Linked DNA regions of Xenopus laevis: region 2 is linked to region 1. A link is a contact called in public Hi-C data. All regions are on one chromosome and are shown on one strand. Each heading gives the region's core, a stretch centred on a gene start, on an enhancer-like site or on the middle of the called end of the contact. The rest is flanking DNA. Distances are from core to core; before and after follow the strand shown. Region 1 holds the start of aurkaip1.L (aurora kinase A interacting protein 1 L homeolog). Region 2 has its middle 20 kb from the start of dvl1.L.

Evidence for each region. A called contact is a pair of places that touch in the nucleus more often than the background predicts.
Region 2: a Hi-C map of animal cap shows a contact between it and region 1, with 4 times the contacts expected there. The contact joins the enhancer-like site here to the promoter of aurkaip1.L in region 1. A contact is called at or near these places in 3 of 4 Hi-C or Micro-C datasets (the XL177 cell line, the XTC cell line and animal cap).

The regions. Positions count from the first base shown.
Region 1 is chr7L:96,637,045-96,641,439 of Xenopus_laevis_v10.1, reverse strand. It overlaps aurkaip1.L (aurora kinase A interacting protein 1 L homeolog), which reads right to left and starts at 1,487. Exons shown (of 4, transcript NM_001096818.1): 1 at 1,438-1,487; 2 at 179-277. The coding sequence starts at 230.
Region 2 is chr7L:96,707,583-96,711,783 of Xenopus_laevis_v10.1, reverse strand. No RefSeq gene overlaps it. Among protein-coding and RNA genes, the nearest start is that of dvl1.L, 20 kb to the left of the region's middle. Within about 2 kb of position 1,438, at least 1 of the 7 cell types and tissues checked has an H3K27ac peak or open chromatin away from gene starts, as enhancers often do. A contact at or near this core is called in animal cap, where this site is marked.

The sequences.
Region 1 (4,395 bases), core at 238-2,737:
AAAGTGAATTTTGAGTTCTTAAATATAATACAGCTGCAGTTGGTTGCCTAGATTCACTCCTGAATTTCATGGTGCTATGAAGAATAAAAAAGCATGAATTCCCTATTGCAAATAGAACTCTATATACAGTATGTTAAGTCCTGGCTGTAGACAATCTGCCATGGTACTTTGTTGTTACCTGCAAGTCTTGTAGCTGAAGCAAAGCGTGAGGTTAGCCGTGTAAGCCACATAGTGGAGGAGGAAGTAATTTGGTCAGTTCAGGATCAGGAATCTCTCCCTGCAAGACAAGGTAACATTTACTGCTCACCTGTTTAAAAGCAAACCTCTTATTGGTTGCCATTGTTTACTGCACATGGGCAAACGTAGTGCCTTTGTCATATAGGGTATTAGAATACATTAACATGTATGTTAAGCCAAAAACACACAGAAAACTGGCATAAAATGCCAATTTATATACCAATGGTGTTATATTAACCCTCAGTACAATGCTTTCAAGGTCAGTTTTATCTTTCAAATTGGACTATATTACCTACATAATCACTTGCTGCAAAAAAAATAGAAGCAGGAATCAAATGGAACAACAAGATCATGTAAATATAGTCTGTCATCACAGGTAAGAGTCTCTAGAGCTGTTTATAATCATCCCAGCCAGAATTAAAAAGCATTGTATGATAAGTGAGTCCCTTAAAGCAGTGGTTCACCTTTTGGTTAACTTTTAGTATGTTATAGATTGGCCAATTCTAAGCAACTTTTCAATTGGTTGTATCATGTTTAATTATTTGCCTTCTTCCTCCAGCTATCAAACGGCTGACCCCATCTAAAAACAAATGCTCTGTAAGGCTACAAATGTATTGTTACTTTTTATTACTCACCTTTCTATTCAGACCCCCCCCTCTCCTATTCATATTCCAGTCTCTCATTCAAATCAATGTAAGGTTGCTAGGGGAATTTGGACCCTAGCAACCAGATTGCGGATATTGCAAACTGGAGAGCTGCTGAATAAAAAGCTAAATAACTCAAAAACCACAAATAATAAACAATTAAAACCAATTGCAAATTATGTCAGAATATCACTCACTATAGCCTACTAAAAGTTTATACAAAGGTGAAGCACCCCCTTTAAGTCGTGTAATGCACGTACCCCACACGCTTTCAGCCAGGACCCCTATATTTACACACACACAACACAAACTATATCCAAGGACCCTCTAATAAAACATTGACCCAAGGGCACACCTCCAGCACTATTATCCAGGGACTCCGATCCTGAAGGTATTTGATTTTCTCAGAAGCCTCAACCACTAGCTTTCAATCATGAACTCACGTCAAACATATGAGCAAAGGTCTAACTAACTAACTAACTAACTAACTAACTAACATTTACACTGTTATGCAAACTCACGCCATACAGCGTTTCTCACAAATGGTTAAGCTTACACATGACAGGCTCACTGTCTGACCCCCGTCCGTCTTTTACAAAGATATCCTGTCCTCCCCGCAAACCATTCCCCTTTCTCGCAGCTGCTCTTGCAAAGGTTCCGGACGGATAGCGCTCCCTCTGGTGTCCAATGTGTGTCACTGCAGCCGGACGGCGGATATTGCAGCAGCAGCAGAGTTCCATTGAGATGGATTCAGCTGTACTAGCAGGACAGAGTTCAGTGCATAGTATTTCCTCGCGGTGCTTGATATAAACAGTGTAGTAAAAAAGTGGTTCCTTCCCATTGCAATGTTTACTTCAGATGCATGGTGCTATTAGCCCCAACCAGGCCCAGATTGGGATTTCCAATAGGCCCTGGCATTGACACAGAGGCCTAAACAGACCCCACCATTCTGAGATTATTTGCAAATTGGTTTTCATTTTTTATTATTTGTGGGTTTTGGGTTATTTAGCTTTTTATTCAACAGCTCTCGAGATTTCTATTTAAGCAATCTGGTTGCTAGGGTTCAAGTTACCCTAGCAACCATACATTGATTTGAATGAGACTGGAATATGAATAAGAGGGGACCTGAAAAGAAAGATGAATAATAAAAAGTAGCAATAACAATGCATTTGTAGCCTTACTGAGCATTTGTTTTTAGATGGGGTCAGTCCCCTCCCCATAGTGTAATATTAATGCTGCAATGCTTAAAAAGGAGAAGGAAAGCTACCAGACCGTTTATTGCCGAATAGATTAGCCACAATAGTGCAAGCTAGAACACTATATTTATTCATTAGAATGCTTCACCATACCTGAGTAAACAGCTCTCTCTGTTTGTTTAGGATAACAGCTGCCATATTTGCTTGGTGTGACATCATTTCGTGCCTGAGACTCTCCCTGCTCACTCATAGCCCTGGGCTCAATTTACAGCAAGGAGGAGCAAACGGAGCATGCTCAAGCCCTAGCCCTGGAGGTTTATGCTGAAAACAGAACGTCTGATACAGAAGCCCATGTGTACACGATAGAAAGAAAGAAATGCAGTGTTTCTTTTGTCAAGGACTCAGAGCAGCATTACCTTGAGGGTTTACTGGTGTATTTATATAGGCCTTTCTGATAAAGCTTACTTCGTTTTACCCTTTCCTTCAACTTTAACCTCTTGTCATTAACACAGTAAATATTGTATTTGAATATTTTGAGGAATAATTTGCTTTAACACATTTCCCTGAATGCTACATTGTTTTCCTGGTCCCCAGAAAAAAATATAATAGGGGTTCTATTGTATATTAATGCACAGTAATAATAATATGCTGTTGAGTGGAATTTTATAAGATGAATCCAATGTTACAGCCAGTCTGTGTCTGGTTGTACTGTTGCCTTTCGGGGCCCCTAGAAGCACATTCATAATGTTTGACTGTAGATATTCATAAATATTTAAAGGGGTTGTTCATCTTCCAACACTTTTTTCAGTTCCCTTGTTTTCAGATTGTCCACCAGAAATGACTTTTTCAACATACTTTCTGTTTTCTATTTGTGACCATTTTTCTAATAATAAAGTGTAAACTTTCATTTTTCACCTTTTTATGTCTTTCTGAAGCAGCTCTGGGAGAAGGGGGTCACTGACTCTGTAACTGATCTAAATTGATACATTTAGTAGTGGATACATTTCTTATCTTTGTCCCTGCTGAGGAGAATCCCTTAGTTATATTAAAGGCAGCTGTTAGAATTGATACAATAGTTGCTAATACTCCAGAGATACTGCTGAGAAATGTATCAGCTAATGTAGCAAATTGTTACAGTTCAAAATCTGCACCTAAATTACTGAGCTGCCAGACTGAATCCGGAGACAGGAAAATTAAACTTTAAACTTAAATTGAGATGAAAAGCAATTGAAAAATGTCTTTATTTTATGTTATAACAACCCTTAAATCCATATGCCTCATCCTCCCCTGTGGATAATACAACAACCTCCCAACACATGATTAAACACTTTAGGGGCCCTTAACAACAATTTCCAAATGCTAATAACCCCAAGAATAAACCCCTTACAGGCTTACATTTCACAGGTAGCATAGGGCAAGCAGAGAATGGCACACCCAAGCAGCACTGGGCAAGCAGAGAATTGCACACCCAAACAGCACTGCGCAAGCAGAGAATGGCACACCCAAGCAGCACTGAGTAAGCAGAGAATGGCACAAACAAGCAACTCTGGGCAAGCAGAGAATGGCACACACAAGCAGGACTGAGTAAGCAGAGAATGGCACACACAAGCAGAACTGAGCAAGCAGAGAATGGCACACACAAGCAGCACTGAGCAAGCAGAGAATGGCACACACAAGCAGCACTGAGCAAGCAGAGAATGGCACACCCAAACAGCACTGAGTAAGCAGAGAATGGCACACGCAAGCAGCACTGAGTAAGCAGAAATTGGCACACGCAAGCAGCACTGGGCAAGCAGAGAATAGCACACGCAAGCAGCACTGAGTAAGCAGAGATTGGCCCACACAAGCAGCACTGGGCAAGCAGAGAATGGCGCACACAGGGAGGGAAGGCAGAACAGAGCAGGAGACAGGGAAAGTTAATATGTACTACATACAGTGACACAGTGTTGGTGCTCCATTAGCATTTTGTATAAAATGTGAACAGGAGAACAATGTGGCAGTTTCAGTCTGGATCTCAGGTGTGAATAGTACAGACCTTTAGGATATAAACAATAGAGGTGTCACAAGTGTGAACAATACAGGGGATTAGTCAGAATTTGAGGTTTAAACAATGCAGGGTCTAGTTAATCTCTGTAGTGATACCTTTTAAATATTACATATGGTAAGCAGACACAGCATATGTGGGGGGCCACAGCCGCCAGTTGGACAGCCCTGCTATAGGGGAAACAGACCCACCTTTTCACTGGCCCACCGTGACCACAGGGTCTCCTTCATCTGTAGTTACACCCAGTGTCGGACTCGGGTATCCAAGGCCCACC
Region 2 (4,201 bases), core at 189-2,688, 70 kb before region 1:
TTCTTTTTACTTCCAAAATGTTGGGAGGTATGAACTGATCCAGGTTGGAAACGGAGCAGGCAGGTCTGGACTGAGAATCAAAATAAGCCCTGGCATTTCAAGAACATAGAGGCCCAAAAAGCCCCCGATCAGCCCAATAGATAGTGAGTATCTATGACATCTTACAGAAGCCCCTCTGGTATTTGCCAGAACCCACAGATTGCCAGTACGGGCCTGGGAGCAGGTCAAAGTCCCCATGTTGGTCAGTAGTGAGACACAGTCTTTTCTTTGCCATTTTACTATTTTCTAAAACATTTTAACCATTTAGTAAGATTTTCTTATGGTTTTTCTTACTAACAAAAGTATATCTCCCCTCTCTGTCACTTTAGTACTTTCATTTAAGCTTGTTTAATAATAACCCCCGACTTCCCTTTTAGTGACGTGCAGGTTGATGGAAAACTCGAGGTAACCTGTAGGTTGACCACCGGTTGGGTGGGTTCAAGTTTAAATTTGGCAAACCAATGACGGTTAGGGTTGGGTGCTGAGGAAGAACACTCCTCCAAAGGCAACATTTTGCAGGTTAGGGCATGAGTTAAGTTTTAAACCAGCATGTTGGCGGTACCTGCTGGCCCACGTGCAACTGAAAGTGAGTATAATGAGAGTGTGTATTACATCACATTTGCGCATTGCCAAAGGGGCCTTCTGAGTTTCAGTGGCTAGAGCTGCACCAGACCAAAATAACGATATACATCAGGCCGTCACACAGTTGACTAGCGGAAAAAAGAAACAACTGTGCTTATCTGGGCCAGATTGCTTGTTTGTGGTGTGAAATTCTATTTCATATATGTTCCTTTAAAAAAGTTATTTCTATAATATAGGTGGTAATGACTGGATATAAATAGCCTGTAAATTAGCTATAAATTCATACTAGCAAGTTGTTTTTAAATGTTTGTCATGCCTTGCTTTTCCTTGCCCAGCTGTACAATATGGCGGAGTATATCCATAACATGTTATTACAGATGTGACCCTCTAAGATTTTTGTGGTAAAATTAAGGGGTGGGAGGTTGGTACAGTATGCTTACACCATTACCGCAAAAAGTAAAGAAAAGTATAGACTTGTGATTGTGGAAAGCAAGCAATGTAGAATTTAAATGCCAGTAAAAACAAGGCTTGTTGCATCTACATGGAATGCACTTAAATTAATATGTCTTCTACCTTCAAATACCCACAAGGCAGCACAAAATAATAGCCTGTGTAGATTAAGCTAGAAATGAAATATCTTATGGATAGGTTTGATTTTTTGTATTTGTAGTAAAGAATTATGGTTTGATCCCTTACTACTTTTGATTGTTTAGAACAAACAGGACGAGCATCTTCCTGCAGCGTACTGTGTATCTCTGCTCTCATGCATACAGATGAATGAACACACCATCAACATCTCAATCAACTACTAATCTGGCTAGTCCATTGGGTTAGTTTTTAAAAGAGCAGGGTTGTTATATCATCCTTTCATACAGACCCTGCATGATTCAATTGAATTGTTACACAATTGCATAGAAACCTATGCAATCTGCAGTATCTGTCTGACCTGAATATTAAACAGCTATCTAGCATCTGTTTTGTTTACTAAGCAAATAAGATAGTTTCACAATCTGGATCTGTGGATACATTAATATACATTGTCTTTGACAGCAATCTTTGTAATGGATTACTGTGGCACCTATTTTCATTAATATATGTCCCACAGTTATTCAACGGGTATTTGGTAGGGATGTAGCGAACCGCCGAGTATGTGTTCGCGAACGCCGTTCGCGAACACCGGCAAAAAATGCGAACAGTTCGCGAACTGTTCGCGAACTTCGAACATCCGAAAATCGTTCGATTCGAACGATCGAAGGATTTTAATCGTTCGATCGAACGATTTTCGTTCGAATCGAACGAAAATCGTTCGATTTTAGCGATCGAATGGTCGAATGGTCGAACGATTTTGACGCGAACGCCTATTGGCGAACGTCGCGCGACGTTCGCGAACTTGCGGCGGACGCGAACAGTCGAAGTTCGCGCGAACTAGTTCGCCGGCGAACAGTTCGCTACATCCCTAGTATTTGGTTGCTAAAGGCTACTCGACCTGGGGCAAACAATGCAACTTTTATTACCCTAACAGTTTTATATGGATGATCTTGCGTATCTCAGATTGCTGAAGCCTGGCTTTAGCTGAGTGTTAGGGGTTCTATTTTGTACTTTTTAAATGAGACACAGATATGTGAAAGCATATCACCAACCAGCTAGGATTAAAGGGATTGTTCACCTTTAAATTAACTTTTAAAATGATATAGGCTAGAGAGTTAAATTTTAAGGCAATTTACAATTTGTTTTTATTTTTAATTATTTGTGGTTATTTAACTTTTTATTCAGCAGCTTTCCAGTTTTCAATTTCAGCAATCTAGTTACTAGGGTCCAGAATACCCTAGCAACCATGCGTTTGTTTGAAAAAGAGACTGGAATATGAATAGTAGAGGGCCTGAATAGAAAGATTGGTATACAAAGTAGTAATAACAATACATTTGCAGCCTTACAGAACATTTGTTTTTAAATGGGGTCGCTGACCCCCATTTAAAAGCTGAAAATAGTCCATAAAGAACCATAAGAAGAACCATAAAAAGTCAAAAGTAAAAATAAATGGCAATTGAAAAGTTGCTTAGAATTAGCCATTCTATAGTATATTTAAAGTTAATTTAAAGGTGAACCACCCCTTAAAGCAAATAAATCTGGATCCATTGGTAACTGAAATGAAATGAAAACATGTAGGCCAATTGAAATGTTGCTTAGAATTAGCATATTAAAAGTTAACTTAAAGGTGAACCACCGATTTAAGTATGGATAAATTGGCAACTGATTTACAATTCCTATTATCCCATTTAGTATTTTATACAAGCTCTAATGTAATGGTGTTCTGTTATTTTCTATCGCATTAAGAGATTCAGAAGGCTTTCATATGAGCAACAGACCAAGCCAAGGCTAGCACATACCTACAATCTCATCAAATGGTAGTCATATTATGCATAGGTTATTGGTGTTTCTGATTTGGATTGCCATAAAAAGGTGCTATTCCAGTTTAAAATACAGTTATTTCAACATTTGTGCACAGTAAAAAGTGCTGGCACTTTAGTAAATTTTGATTTCAGCACATATACTGTAAAATTATCCGCTAACAAGAGTATAATTACAGCGTAACTCCTGTATAATAAAAAAATTTTTCAGTTGTTCACCAGATGGTTTATTCATTGTTATAATTCCACCAGCAATGAAGGAATGTCTAGTTACTATCAACATCTAGAGAACAGTCTGGATTAGGTAATAACATTCCTGAATGGTTACTAGCATGATTGGCATTATAATTAAGGATACATTTCAGGCCACTAGCTAGAAAAGCAGATTTTCAAAAACTATTTTACAGTTCCACTCAACACAAAAAAATAGAATAGGGCAGGGATTTTAGGGAGCCTGCAGGTGTAAAGTATATCGAGCAAGGTTTATGATATCAGAATGGTGGTGCAATTACTGCCTTGTAATGTTTGGGTCCTTGGTTTTATACAGGCAAGTTAATTGGCTTCTGATAATTGTGAATGTGTGAGGGACTTTGATTCTAAACTCCACTAGGGTAAAGGCTAATGTAAACAATGTATAATCTCTGCAGCATATGTCAGTGCTATATAAGTATAGATAGTAATAAAACATGCATGAAAATGTTTGTGTTGGACTACACTTGAATCAACTTACCTGAGCTCCGATCTTTCACCTTCTATTGTATTGTAAGTGACTTTGTAAAACGGTATTAAGAGTTGACCTGAAGACGCAATCAGTTCGGTCAGTGGGGCCTTGTCACTTTCTACAGGCAGATGATCCTATTTGAGAGTTGACTTTGGTCACTGATGATTAGATCCAATCGTATAGTAGTTGAGCAAGCACTCAAAAGACCAAACTTTTCGACAGGTTTTATGTTTAGGGGTTAATAACTAAACTCCGAATGCAAAAATCACGAAAAAATTTTGATTTTTTTCAAATAAAATCAGACTTTTAAAAAAAAATCACAAATTTTTCAGAATTTATTAAACCCTGAGGATGGAAAAGTCTGAATCTGAAAATCTGGCATCTCAGACGTGTCGAGGTTGCATATAAGTCAATGGGAGAAGTCCCAATGATTTTTTGATGTGCACTGGGT